Regions from separate parts of the Pan troglodytes genome. Here regions 2 and 3 are each linked to region 1. Evidence: chromatin contacts called from public HiChIP or PLAC-seq data. All regions are on one chromosome and are shown on one strand. The core of a region is the stretch at or near the end of the contact, and the rest is flanking DNA. Distances in the headings are between cores, read along the strand shown. Region 1 holds the start of FGF18 (fibroblast growth factor 18). Region 2 holds the start of UBTD2 (ubiquitin domain containing 2). Region 3 holds the start of STK10 (serine/threonine kinase 10).

Region 1 (4,760 bases), core at 582-3,081:
GTAGGTGAGATTGGCAAATATACTTTGAGCATTGAAAAATACTGCAAGCATTTTAGATAGGGTATAAATAATTATATACCCATTCCATTCACAAGTAATAAAAAATAGTAACAATATAGAAAATTGGAAGCATGATTCTTAGCCAGGAGATACTTCAAACTAGCAGATGGTAAGCCAAAAACTCCTCGACTGGGTTTGTCAATCTTCCTATAAAGCAAGATCAAAGACGGCGGCAATGACTCAGGTCATCGGTGGGAGCATTTCTGTCCATTTCTATTTATGGTTGGTCATTGCATCCTATCTTGGGATCGATTCATTTTCTCCAGAACTTGGGAAGTTACGAGTAACTCTGCAAGTCCAGCTCTGGCAATCAGAATGTCTAAGTAAATTCAGCTTAAAAGCTTCATGCAGGAATTTTCCCCCTCAGCACCTGGTTTTGAAAAGGTTTTCTGCACTTGTGTCCGATGTTGAAACAGAGGCTATCTGTTTAAAATAGCCTCAGCTTTGAAAGGGAACTTAAAATAGCTTGCAAGGAGGCCTGATATTTGGAACAATTACTAATGTTTTATATTCATGGCTTCAGGAAATAGCACTGTTCGACAGTCCTACCTCAGTTTATGCTCTAGTGGACCATCAACCATTGCCAACGCAAGGAGGCTTTGACCAAATAGTCCAGATTCCTGAGTTTTGCTTGAGCCTGTACTCCAGCGTCTTTCTCACTGTGACCTATTTTCCTTAGCATCAGGCCCAAGCAGAGCTTGGCTGACACCAGCTCTAGACAGTGAGGCAGGTACGTGACAAGAACACCTACGTTTTGGGGTTGGTGGGAAGGACAGGAGTTATGCCTCTGGAAGGGGCAGAGGCGGTAAGAACCAGTGTCCTGAATGGGGCCCTGGTCAAAGGAACGAAGCTGCCTGGTATGCAAACGGAGGCAAGTCTTAGTCCGGTTTTGGGAGGAGGCCGGAAGAGGGCCTCAGCGTGGTCGCTGACCAGAGTCCTGCTGGCTGCTCCCCGGCGTGCAGCCGTCCGTGCTGGGGTTGCAGTGACGTCTCGGGGCCGCTTGGTGGTAGCCGTGTGTTTCCAAAGCTGGCTCGCCTACGGGACAGTCCAGCTGGGATCCCGTGAACCGACCCCAGAGCCCCGGAGGGGGCGAGGGGTGGGAAGGAGAGATGCCCCGGAGCCCCCTTCGCAGCGGCAGGGACGTAAGAAGAGGAAGGGGGCTCACTTATGTGGGTAGCCAGTCAAGAGGGTGGCTGGGAAACTCCACGATCACAGGGCGGGTAAAAGCGACCCCCATTCAGTGGAGCCGCCCCGGGGCTGGGTTTGACCCGCCCCTCTCGGCTCTCCACTAGAGCGCTGGTGAGTGAGTGCGAGTAGCGAATGTGGGCAGGTGAGGACGTTCCGTACCTAACTGCGTTCTTGGGGAGCATCGCCTGCCCAATTTGGGCAACGTTTGCGCGGAGGAGCGGTCACTGCGCTCGGGCGCAGAGCTCCGACGGCTTCCAGCGCTCACCAGCTTCAGTCTCGCGGGTCCTGCCCCTTCGGAGCTGCCGGTCCCGTCTCCGAGAGTCTGAGCGCCTCCCCTCCAACCCCGAGCCGCCAGAAGGAGGAGGAGGCAGCGAGAGGCCGCGGCAGGCAGGCGAGCAGGCAGGGCCGCCTTTGATGTGGGCTGGGCGCACCCAGGCGAGCTGAGCGCCCGTCCGGCCGCGCCCCGAGGGGGGAGCCCCCAGGCCCCGCATCCTCATTGTGCCGGCTCGGGCCCGGGCCCGCCCCCGGCCCCCCGCCCCCTCGCCGCCCGCGCGTAGAAAACGCCCCGGCCGCCGCCAGTGGTGGGAGGCGGCGATGCGCACGGCCGGAGAGACGCGGAGGAGGAGACATGAGCCGGCGGGCGCCCAGACGGAGCGGCCGTGACGCTTTCGCGCTGCAGCCGCGCGCCCCGACCCCGGAGCGCTGACCCCTGGCCCCACGCAGCTCCGCGCCCGGGCCGGAGAGCGCAACTCGGCTTCCAGACCCGCCGCGCATGCTGTCCCCGGACTGAGCCGGGCAGCCAGCCTCCCACGGACGCCCGGACGGCCGGCCGGCCAGCAGTGAGCGAGCTTCCCCGCACCGGCCAGGCGCCTCCTGCACAGCGGCTGCCGCCCCGCAGCCCCTGCGCCAGCCCGGAGGGCGCAGCGCTCGGGAGGAGCCGCGCGGGGCGCTGATGCCGCAGGGCGCGCCGCGGAGCGCCCCGGAGCAGCAGAGTCTGCAGCAGCAGCAGCCGGCGAGGAGGGAGCAGCAGCAGCGGCGGCGGCGGCGGCGGCGGCGGCGGAGGCGCCCGGTCCCGGCCGCGCGGAGCGGACATGTGCAGGCTGGGCTAGGAGCCGCCGCCTCCCTCCCGCCCAGCGATGTATTCAGCGCCCTCCGCCTGCACTTGCCTGTAAGCGCCCGCGCGCGGGGCTGCCCACCTTGCCTGGCTGTCTGTTCGTATGCCTGTGCCCTGTACCTCTGTCTGCCCGCCCGTCGGTTCGCCTGACTCTTCGACTGCGTGTCTGTCTGTCCGTGCGCCCCCTTCCTCAGGTCCCACTGACCGCTTCTCCATCTGTTTCCCGCAGGTGTTTACACTTCCTGCTGCTGTGCTTCCAGGTACAGGTACGTGGGCTCCTGACTTTGACCTCCTCCCGCCCCTGCCTCGCGGTACACGCCGACCCCCCTTCCCCGGCCGCGCCCCCTCCCTGTGCCCCACCCCTCCTGGGCGCCGAGCCCAGTGCACCTGTTCCCAGGGCTCGGAAGGGCGGCTCCGCGTGCGCCCTGCGCCGGCGGGGAACCGGCCAAGGGCAAGGGGCTCTGTCGCGGGGCCCGAGGAGGCGCTGGCTGTCGCGGCCACTGTCGGCCTCGGCTGGGAGGAGATCCCGCAGAGCCGGCGGGCTCAGCCGCAGCAATATACCCAGCTCTAAGACCCCTGCCCGCAGCCAGCGAGGGGTAGGACCTAGGGATTTTCTCTGCCAACCTTCCCTTAACATCGCCGCTTCCAAACAAAAAGACTTTCAGCCGAGTGGATTTCGAGTCCAGGGAGAAAGCTTCAGTTGTAAATTACTCTGTGGTTTTGAAGGCGCTTGCAGCACTGAGACACACACACAGACACACACACATGCCCGGGACGAGGGGAAGCTCGAGGGCGCCTAGGCCGAGTGGCCGCTGCCCGCGAGGCCGCTCCCGGATGGGCCGCGCTCCGCACTCCCTCGCCTAAGGTGGTGCAGCCCTCGTTGGTTCCCCGCCTGCTCCCCGTTCGCTCGCTCTCCGTGAATCAGAAGAGGGCTTGGCGCTCAGCCTGGAAAGCACTTGCTAAAATCTGATCTGTTACTTCAGCAGCTTTCAGACTCGGGAAGGTCTTGGCACGCAGACAGTTGGAACGCTCTGGCTTCCAAAGCCGTAGAAATGAAGGAAAAAGGGTTGGGGGGAGGGAGAGAGAAGAGCGAAAAAGGGAGCCGACTTCAGCCCCGATTAGAACCAGACCAGGGTTGCCTCTGCATGGTGGGGGTGGGGGGGCGGCGGGCAAAGGGAATAGGAAGCGTCAGCTCCCCAAGCCCCCACCCACCTAGTGCTGCAAGGGGCCAGGCCAGGAGGAACTGGACACAGGCCAAAAGAGGGTTGTCTGACCCTTCCCCCTCGGTGGAAGGCAGGTGGCTTTCCGGGATTAGAGAAGATTCTTAGACCTTAGCCTTCTGGATTGTGGAGATCCCCAGAGCGAGCCTTGAGCACAGGAAATTGGTGGTTCTCCCTGTTTTCTGGTTCAAGGAGTGTTGTGTGCCTTGAGCACTGCGCGACTCAACAGCCACTCGCAGTGTTTGGCGGTGGTGGGCCTGCTATCTTCCTTCCACGCCCAGGAGAGGGTTGTTACCCTCCTGATAGGCACTGAGCTGGGGGCATCCAGTGGGGCTTGGGGATGGAAGGGTGGACGGACTGATGGGTTCTTTCCTCCTGTTGGCCAGGCTGGGGTCCCCAGTGACTCCTTGAATCAATATAACTGGAGTCAGTAACTTAAGACTGGCTGTTTGCCAAAGCAGATGTGACCTGTGTGGTGATGGGGGTGGGGGTGGGGGTGGGGAATGGCTGGTGTCAAAGAGGGAGACCAGTGCCAGGCATGGCCTGCCTGGTCTGCAGCTGAGTCCCCAAGCAGAGGGCAGGCCCCGGGGTCACTCCAGGGGGTCTGCTTGTCTGACCTGGGCAAGAGCTCTTTTCCAGAGTGCTGTGCCTGGGGGCAGGAGGGATGAAATGGGCAAGGAGCAGCAGGGAGGCCTGCGGATGTGTGGCTCAAGCCTCTGGATGCCTGCTGCTGTTGGTTCTTCTTGAAGTAGGGCCCAGAAGGGGCTGCTGTGTGGTCTTTGTGTTCTCCGTGGGAGCTGGAGGGAGGGAGTGTGGACTCTGCATCCCACCTCCACCTCCTGGCCAGAGCTAGAGCCAGCATCTTGGGAAAGAGCTGGGTGGTCTGCCCTGGTTAGGTCAAGAGGCAGCCTTCAAGCAGGTGAGGGATCCTCCTCTCCCCACCACCTCCACCTTCCCCCTTGTCCCCACCGGCCTTTCTGCATCCAAAGTGCCATAAGACTGATGTTTTTCACCCATGGTCCATGTACCCTTGGAGTGTCAAAGGATGGGATTGTGGGAGGGGGAGGCCCCTGAAACACTGCACAAAAATGGTGCTCAAATGTGCTGTGTCTGGAAGAGGGTTGCCTGCTCCCCACAGAGTTTCAAAACATCTGTGACCCCTAAAGATAAAGAAATGT
Region 2 (4,760 bases), core at 1,613-4,112, 870 kb after region 1:
ATGAAAAGTTTAAATCCGTTGTAAGAAGCATGTGAAGACTCCATATTGATAAAACAACTTTCATAACCCAACACATTCAGATTAAAAACACGGCAAAACCCACCTCTACTAAAAATTTTTTAAAAATTAGCCGGGTGCGGTGGCATGCACCTCGTGGTCCCAGTTACTTGGGAGGCTGAGGTAGAAGGATCACTTGTACCTGGGAGGTCAAGGCTGCAGTGAGCTGTGACCTGGCACTGCACTCCAGCTTGGGCGATAAAGCAAGAACCTGTCTCGAGAAACCAAACCAAGCCCTCCACACATCCCCCAAACCTAACTCACTACCACAGTATGTTTGAAAAGCTAGGGATCTGTGCCAACACCCTTAGGAAAAAGTCTTTCCCTTCCCAACAATCTACTTATTAAGCAATAATTTTTTTTATATGTTAACCTGCAACACACCTGAGTTAATTTCACTAAACCACAATTAACTCTTAATTATCATGACAATAATGGAGAATAAAAGCGTCCATAATCAAATTCCAGAAATAATCCTTTTAGTACAAGAGCCTCTTCCCTGACCCCAGTTACATCAGGGCCCATGTCCTCTCTCCAAAAGAAAATAAAGACGTTTGGTGGTTAATGTTCCTTTTTCTAAACTTCATGTACAGCAGAGCTTATGGTCCAGAGAACTCAGTCCTCAAAGAAACTGATACTATAGCTATCTAACTGGATACCACCGGTAATAAATTACCCAAAGCTAAGATTTCACGCTTTTTAAAGCCCATATTAATAATGCCTGTCTGGTCATAAGTCACACTACCAAAAGGCTTAAATAAATTAACCCACATACATTACGGAGAAGAGCAAAATGCTTATGACAATATTAAAATGAGTGTGAAAAAAATTTAATTAAAACTAAACACTAGCGATAACAAATACTAATATATTTCAGAACCATTAATGATCAACACAATTAGAGGAAGATTCATTTTGATCCTTCAATTTCACCTTAACCCAAGGCTGTTTTAAATCGTGCCCTTTTTATCTTCCTGCTTTGTTGTCACTGAGGATCTCAATATGCCAGTAATAATGCTACGACATAAAATACACTATAAAGTAGCACTTTCATGGACTTTTTCAAGACAACTTCCACTGAGTTCTCAAGTTATTTACCCAGGATTTAGTCATACAGGATACCCACAGATTTTAATAAAGTGGCATGGCTAACCATCATGGAATTCAGGAAATCCATTAGCCAAAAAACTTAGGTGTACATGGTTTGTGAAGAGAGCTTAAGTGACAGGGCAAGCAACTGGTCTAAATGTTAGTATGCTACGATAAAGTTGTAAACCCTCCCATACCCAAACAATTTAAAAATTTACAGACATGCACATTTTAAGGCAGCTAACATTAGGTCACAAATAAAACCAACGCTGTCATCTTTGCCTAAAGGCTGTTTATAACTAAAATATTCTACAGAATGGACGTAACCAAAGGTCACTTAAAGATAGAACTAATTTTATTATTATACTGCCATACTACAACTACTACTGATTGAATTAAAATACCTATCCTCAGCACGCTTTTACTATAAAGTAGGAGTGCGCTCCCGTGTTAGAAAACTTTTAAAGTACTGATCTTACTGGGGTAAGTCAGGGTCCAACTGCATTTGTACTTTTATCCTACATATTTTCCTTCTACTTAAGACAGATGGGAATTTGATTAGCCCACCCCGACAGCACACCGGCCTAACACCCCCAAGCTGTAGCAAGGAGCCACGTTTTACCCGGGAAGACCGTTTCCCCACCCCTCCTTAATACAATGCCTGCGGCCACTGGAGACTCCTCCAGCCGAGCTCCAGAAACTCGCAGGTTTAAATGGCCAATTTGGAACCAACCGGGGCAGCTGTCATCTGAAACTCAGGAAAGCTGAGACCAGCCAACTCCACAGAACAAGGAAGGGTGCGGAAAGATGTGGCGGGGCCCGTCGGAGGGAACGCATCAAGCTCCCTCCCCCCGCCATCAATTCGCTTTTCTGCAACCCCGGCGCCGCCATCCTGATCCTCAATAATTAAACGGCCTGGAGAGGGAGTGAGGTGGCCAGAAGGGCAGCTTCGGGTCCGACTTCCCTGAGCCGAGCGGGGCGGTCGGCGAGGCCAAGGGCTACGTCCCCGGCGCTCAGAGGACTTTTCTTCGGGGCTGGGGTGGGAAGGGGCGACCCCCGCGGCTGGCAGGGCAGCCGGAAGCGGAGCGCGGGGAATGACGTGGAAGAGGGGATGACAAAGGGGCGCGGGGGCCCGGCGCGGCCCGCGGGGGTCGGGACAGGTGGCCGGGCCTGGCCGGGAACAATGGGGGGCCGAGGCTGCCCCCTGGCGCTCACCTACCTCCGGTGCCCTCCGAGTTCTCGTTGAGGCTGCCCGAGGAGTCGTGCTGGGCGCCCACACACCCGCCCATGGGGGCCCCCGGCGCCTCGTCCGCCACCTCCGGACGCTCGTCCGGGCCCGCCGCCGCCGCCGCTGCAGCCTCCTCCGGCGCCACCGCCGAGCTCCGGACAGGCGCGCCGCTCCGCTCGCCCGCCGCGGCCCAGCCTCCGCCCCCCTCGCCGCTCCACCCACCGCCTTGGCTCGGCCCCTTCCTCCGCGCCCACTTCTACCTCAACCCCCGGGCCGCCCGCCCGGCAGGCCTGGCCCGCGCGCCGCCCTCGCCGTCGGCTCAGCCCCGCCAGGCCAGGGCTGGCCCATCCCGGGCGGGCCGCAGCGCCCGCCTCGCCCCCTCACAGCCCCGCACACCCGAGTCCAGGCGAGCCCCGCGCCGGCGCCTCGCGTCCGCCAGGACCCATCGGCCCCCGCCCCGCGGCGCCGCCCTCCGCACCCACGGCCTGGGCTCGGCCTGGGCTCGGCCCGGCCCGCCCGGAATCGCCGGAGAAGGGCGGGGCCACCGGAGGCCGCGCTCTGATTGGCTGCGGGCGGGGCTGCGAGCGGAGCGGGGCGAGGGTGAGGCGGGGGAGGGGACGCAGGGGGCTAGGTGGGGGGAGGACTGGAGGCGGGGGGAGGACTGGAGGCGAGGGGAGGAGGAGAGAGGGAGGACGGGAAGAAGAAAGGAGAGGGAAGAAGGGAGGGAAAGCAGGAAAAGCCGAACAAAAGTGAGAAAAGAGGAGTGGGAAGGGGCGAAATCGAGTTCCTGGCTCCTCGGCCGTCGGCTCCTTCTTGCTGGTGGAAGCGGGTCGCACGGGGGAACCGAGAAGTAGTCGTGGAAGACTCGCAGGCGGGGACGGGGCGGTTTCCCAAATAACGGGGGCTCGGGGGAGAGTGTCCTGGCCGAACCTTGAGGTCCCAGCGCCCTTTGAATTTGTATGGCGCTCCGTGGGTTGGTACCCCGAATCTGGGCTTCCTCTTGCCTGCCCACCCCCGTCTTCCCTAAAATCATGGGGCCCCATTATTAGGGGTGGAGGCAGTGGTTGTGGCAAACCAAACTGAGATTAGAGGCGAGGCGTCCTGATGGAACGCCTGGAAAGAAGAGATAAACGCTGACCTTAGTTCAGGGGGCGTGGGTTTCTTTCATTTTCACGGGATTAATGATTCAAACAATACTACTTATCAAGATCCTGCCTTTGGGTATCTTAAATCGTCCTTAGGCCAAAGTGAAGTGTAAATGAGTGAAACACCCTGCCTTTTCGAATCTAGAATTTGGGACATTGACCACGCCCAACATTCTTGGCGGTTACTTTTCCAATCTCAGCCAAATTGTTAATGGTCCCTTTAGAATTGTGCTTCGTGCTATGATGCCTTAAAATTGTTATCATCCTGCTTGGGCCTTTCTGAAGCTTATTTCTGCCTAAGAAGCTGTTTTAACTATCGGCTCCATTTTTATATCAGACTTTCTTTTTTTAACATCCTGGGTCAGCTTTTGCTTAGCACGAAAAGAAATTTTTTAAGTTGAAATACCTAAGAAAGAGATGCTCTGCAGCTTGGGATTTGCATTTAAATATATTCTCATACACTGCTGGTGGGAGTGTAAATTGGTTCAATCTTTTTTGCAAAGCAATTTGGCAATGCAGATCAAGAGCCTTAAAAATGTTCATATCCTTTGACTCGGGATTATTCCACATCTGGAAATCTAGCTCACAGAAATAGATCAAGATATTATACAAAGATTTAGATCTCTGTATTCATTTGATAAAAAGACAGTAGACAAGCAAAACCTACACTTAGGTTAAAACACAGAAATGTCGTGAGATATAGAAATCTGCTATATTAAACTCATCCTGAAGAATTAGTATTGTCCTCAGTTGTGGTCCTGAACATTCCAAAAAGAGCTTATGCCATCGATGTTATTATGAGTTTTCAGAGGTTGCTCTGACATCAGGGGCTGTGTCACAAAGCCTTCTGTCTGATCATTTTCAACTAACTATACACGTTGGCAGACACATCACTTCATCACTTCCCTGAAGAAGAGAAGCTGCATGCTGAATATTTGCAAAGAGATTGCTTTGTCCTGAATTTCACTCTAGAAATTGCAGAAACCAAGACTTCCACGATGTCTATTAAACAGATGGTAGGCACCCAAATGATGAGGGCTCTCCGATGAGCACTGAGGAGTTGGCACTAGGAAGAGAGAGCAGTCTCGGGGAGAGATTCTCAGCAATAGATGTTCTCCACCCTGCCTTTATCTTAGAGACACATTTCCCAGGAGGCAGAGTAGTGTCGCAGTCAGGGCCCCAGCTTGGCTATTAACTTCCTGGATTGGAATCTGGCTTCCATCGTGTACTAGCTATATGGT
Region 3 (4,760 bases), core at 623-3,122, 770 kb after region 1:
GGTGTGCACCTGTAGACCTAGCTACTCCGAAGGCTGAGGCAGCAGAATTGCTTGAGCCCAGGAGGCAGAGGTTGCAGTGAGCCGAGATCGGGCCACTGCACTCCAGACTGAGCAACAGAAGGAAACCCTGTCTCAAAAAAAAGAAAAGAAAAAAGAAAAACTGCCACCACTCCAAGCCTCTAGGGAAGTACTTCTCAAACCTATTTGCTTAGGAATCACCTGGGATCTTATTAAAACGTAGACTCTAATTCAGCAGGTCGGGGCTGGGCCTGAGATTGTTCACTTCTAACAAGCTCCCAAATGATGCTATTATAACACCGGTCATCTAGGAACTACTTCGGTAACTAGGCGATAGACCACTTCCAAGTCAGAGGAGAAGGCCTGGAGAAGCCTTCTCTGTGGTCCAGCCTCATAGAACGACAATCCTAGGGTCAGAGTGGCCTACAAGCTACAGGAGCCCCAAGGAGGAGGATAGTGGCTTAGAAGAGAGGTGCTCTCCTGGAGGTATACACCAATTTAACAAGTAGGAGTCTCCCAGTAAAAATTTTCTTAGGGGAAAGGGGGGAGTCAAGCTGTAGGTGTTGGCTCCCTAAAACAACTCACCACCTCAGAATTAGCTCCCAGGAGCAGAAACCAACGTCCTGCTGCCACACTTCTCTAGACTCAATCAGCTGTGCCCCACCCACTCCACAAAAGCTCTCTGCCGCGTCTTCCTCTAGGGGAGAGGTGACTGCAGGCTGGGAGACTCCCCAGCTGTGACTCAGACCGACGGAATCAAATCTGTTCCCCCAGGCTCAGCATTCACCAGATCCTGACCTCCCCCTCTGCCCAGCCCCAACCCACCTTTCCAAGCCCCACCTCTCAGTCCATGGGCCACCCCTCGCCCACCCCACTTCCCTGTCTCTGGCTCATCTTCAGATGTGTCCCTAGCTCCCAGCCCGTCCAAGCGCAGCCGAGTTTCTCGGTCCACATCGCCTCGATATTCCCACAGCATCTGTGTGGTCTCTCTAAAAAAAAAAGTGTGCCCGTATCGCCGTTTTACGGAACGTCCCTGGAAGGTCCCTCGAGTGGCCCTCTCGGATGCTGAGGTCCTGTCAACGCCCCTTTGTCTCCTCGTGCGGCGCCGAGCGCAGTGCAGGACACACAGGAAGTGCTCCGAAACAGGGCTAGGGTGGGGGCGGCAACCGTGCCCGGAGGGGGCGCCCAGAGCGCAGGGACTCGGCCGGGCCGAGTGATGTTCCCCCCAAAAAACAGGAGTCATCGGGATGAGGGCCAGGGACCCCGAATTCAGCGCCGGGCAGCCCTCGGAGCCGGAGCCAGGCTGGCCGGGTCCGGGTCAGGCATCCCTTCCTTCCGGAGCCCCTCGACGCGCGTCCGGCCACCCACCTCAGCGCCCTCACCTTGTAAACCTTGCCGAAGGCGCCGTCGCCCAGCTCGCCCACGATCTCCCACACCTCGTTGGGGTCCAGGTCGCGGCGGACGTGCTCATATTCGCGGGACTTTCTCTTCTCGAAGGTAGACAGACGCAGGATGCGGCGGAAATTGGCAAAAGCCATGGCCGGGGGCGCGGTGGCGCCGGCTCGGGCTCGGGCTCGGGCTCGGGCTCGGGCTGTGGCTTCGGCGGCCGCGAGGAGAAGGAGGAGGAGTTGGAGGACGCCGCGTCTCTCGGGGTTCTCCCCAGACCCGCCCTTCCCCGCAGCCCGACCTCGGTCAAGTGTGCCCTGGGCAGCGCCGCGCCGGGAGCACCCGGAACCGCGCAGGCGGCGGCGTCCCCGCCCCCGCCCTCGCCCTGTCAGGTCCCCAGGGCCGCCTCCCTTGTGCCGGCCTCGCAGCTCCTGCCCGGCCCAGCCCTGCCTGCGAGAGCCTCGGACCCGTTCCAGGGGACCGTCCCCGCGCCCGCCCACCGGCCCGGCTCCACCTGCCGCTCCCCGGCAGAGCCCCGGGACCCCCTAATTGGCTGCGGGCGCTCCCCGGCTCCGCCCGTCGCCGCAGGGCACTCTGGAAACTGTAGTCCCCCCACACCACGCTCCGCGAGCCGCGGGCTGGGCTTTGGGGAAGCTTCGGGGACCGCTCGGTGGGACCGCTCATGGACTCAGGAGCCCGCCAGCCGCGCCGCGTGGCTCCCAAAACTTTTGTGGGAGCAAGCGGGACGGCGACTTGGCATTTCGCGAGAGCCCACGGATCGTTGTCAGCGCCCAGAAGGTGAACCTGCACTCGTTCATTTAATCCTCCCGCAGCTATTCCGCTAGGCTGCCCTCGCCCCCACTTTTCCGATGGGGACGCCGGCAGGCGAGGGCACTCGCCCCAGGCACACACGCTGGCTGCCCGTCTGCTGCGGGTTCCTCGGCGCGGTGCTGCCTCCTAGTGTGCGACGGGCAACGCCGGTGCAGCCGCGGCCAGTCCCTGCAGGGCCCGGCTTCCCGGCGCGGTCCTTTCCAGGGGCTCCCCGTCCGCGATCCACAAACCTGCCAGGATTAGAGGGCTGGGAGAAAGAGCTCCTTTGGCACTGATTTCTCTTATGTTTCCTGATGGGTTTGCGGATGTATTTGCATATTAAATAAAAACTTTATTCTAATTTTTAATTTCCTAGTTTCAAAAAAGATGAGCGCACTACATACAGATCAAACTAGTCTTCTTTGAGCACCTTCATTCTCGATCCTGGCTACTTGAGTCACTTCACTGCTACTGTTGCCTGTTTGTCCTATAGACGGTTATAACATGCTTTTACCTGAATCTAAGGAGAGTGCTGGGGGGCGGGTGGGGCGGGCAGTCTGCAAGGGTTATTATTTGGACCGTGTCATAAACAAGTTGAGTCTTCGCAAATGTCACACTTCAATAGCTCCAACCCCAGAGAACGGCTGTGTTGAGGTGTTTTCGCCCCTTCCTCGGTGCTTTGTTCGAAAACATCCTTTGAGCAGTGTGCAAACACCAAGCATGGTTTTCCACTGGGAAGGCCAGCTCAAGAAGCCTGCGATGCTGGTAGTGGTCGGCGCAGAGGGTGTCCTGACTAAAGGTTGCTAAGCCGTTCGGAATGTTTCCACAGCTGCAGGAGTGCCTGGAATTGTAGAGGGTCTTTAAAAGAAGGAAATGCCGCTCGTCGCTGACCGTTCTCATTGAGTCAGGCGCTGTCTGAACCTCCCAAAACATGCTGAAAGGCAGGTCTTTCATTTGTTTCAGACCATTTGGCCAACTGTACGAAGCGGGTGGGGAGACCAAGAGGGTTGCTTCCATACTAGGAGATGAAGGCTCTGACTCCACGAAAGCTGTAGGCCTGGAGGGCTCTGACCAGCTCTGAGAGCTCCAGAAAAGCAAGCAAGCGAGAGAAAGAGAGAGAGAGAGAAAGGAAACAGAGAAAGAGAGAAAGAAAGAAAGAGAAAGGGAAAGGAAAGGAAGAAAGAGAGAAAGAAAAAGGAAAGGAAGAGAAGGAGAGAGAAAGAGGGAGGGAGGGAGGGAAGGAAGGAAGGGAGGGAGGGAGGGAGGAAGGGAAAGAAAAATGGAGAGGTTCATTCATTCAATAACACTAAGTCAAAGAAGCCAGACACAAAAGGCCCTGTGTTCTATAAATTTCCATTTATATGAAATGTCTGGAAAAGGCAAATCCATACAGACAGAAAGTAGATTAATGGTTGCCTGGAGCTAGGTGTGAAATGGGAATTAACTGTACATGAACAATAAACAGTCTAATTGGGGTGATGAAAATGTCCTAAAACTGCACAATGGTGACAATTTCATAATTTGGTAAATTTGCCAAAAATAATTGAATTTTAAACTTTCATTTTTGTAAATGGATGAATTTTATGTGTAAATTATACCTCAATAGCATTGTAAGAAATACATTGAGGTTCAATAGAATCAAAGCTACTTCTTTGAAATAACTAATAGACAAGACTAGTCAAAGAAAAAGAAAAAAAGGGTCGGGCACGGTGGCTCACACCTGTAATCCCAGCACTTTGGGAGGCCAAGCTGGGTGGATCACCTGAGGTTAGGAGTTCAAGACCAGCCTGGCCAACATGGCAAAACCCCAGCTCTACGAAAAATACAAAACTTACCCGGGCGGGGTGGTGCACGCCTGTAACCCAAGCTACTTGGGAGGCTGAGGCAGAAGAATCACTTGAACCCAGAAGATGGAGGTTGCAGTGAGCCGAGATCATACCATTGCACTCCATCTAGCCTGAGCAACAGAGCAAGACTCCGTCTCAAAAAAAAAAAAGAAAAGAAAAAAAAATAATTGGTGCAAGAAAGAAATATTCACTGGAAGAAATAAAAAATGAAAAGAGAACATCATATTAGATACTGTAGATATTTTGATAATCATAAAGTGATATTTTAGACAAATGTATGTGAATAAATGTTTTAATTTACATAAAATGGGTAATTATTGAGAAGAAAATATAAATGATAGGTAAAAGATAATTTCAATAAGAAATAAAAACCTAAATAAACTAGTAACCAATAAAGAAATCAAATCAAGAATCAGGCCGGGCACAGTGGCTCATGCCTGTAATCCCAGCACGTTGGGAGGCTGAGGCGGGTGAATCACCTGAGGTCAGGAGTTCGAGACCAGCCTGGGCAACATGGTGAAACCCTGTCTCTACTAAAAATACAAAAATTAGTCGGGTGTGGTGGTGCGTGCCTGTGGTCCCAACTACTCATGAGACTCAGGCACAAGAATCCCTTCAACCTAGGAGACTAAGGTTGCAGTGAGCCGAGATCACACCACTGCACTCGAGCCTGGGCAACACAGTGAGACTCTGTCTCTA

The links. HiChIP or PLAC-seq counts read pairs in DNA pulled down with a chosen protein or histone mark.
Region 2: a contact with region 1 is called in an H3K4me3 HiChIP or PLAC-seq map of stem cell-derived excitatory neurons, with 5 times the contacts expected there. The contact joins the promoter of UBTD2 here to the promoter of FGF18 in region 1. A contact is called at or near these places in 1 of 7 Hi-C or Micro-C datasets (stem cell-derived neural progenitor cells) and 1 of 1 datasets of contacts at active chromatin or transcription factors (stem cell-derived excitatory neurons).
Region 3: an H3K4me3 HiChIP or PLAC-seq map of stem cell-derived excitatory neurons shows a contact between it and region 1, with 7 times the contacts expected there. The contact joins the promoter of STK10 here to the promoter of FGF18 in region 1. A contact is called at or near these places in 1 of 7 Hi-C or Micro-C datasets (stem cell-derived neural progenitor cells) and 1 of 1 datasets of contacts at active chromatin or transcription factors (stem cell-derived excitatory neurons).

The regions. Positions count from the first base shown.
Region 1 is chr4:169,073,706-169,078,465 of NHGRI_mPanTro3-v2.0_pri, forward strand. FGF18 (fibroblast growth factor 18) reads left to right here and starts at 1,832. Exons shown (of 5, transcript XM_016954191.4): 1 at 1,832-2,416; 2 at 2,592-2,628. The coding sequence starts at 2,385.
Region 2 is chr4:169,944,014-169,948,773 of NHGRI_mPanTro3-v2.0_pri, forward strand. UBTD2 (ubiquitin domain containing 2) reads right to left here and starts at 2,863. Exons shown (of 3, transcript XM_016954201.4): 1 at 2,366-2,863. The coding sequence starts at 2,435.
Region 3 is chr4:169,848,115-169,852,874 of NHGRI_mPanTro3-v2.0_pri, forward strand. STK10 (serine/threonine kinase 10) reads right to left here and starts at 1,873. Exons shown (of 19, transcript XM_016954200.4): 1 at 1,401-1,873. The coding sequence starts at 1,556.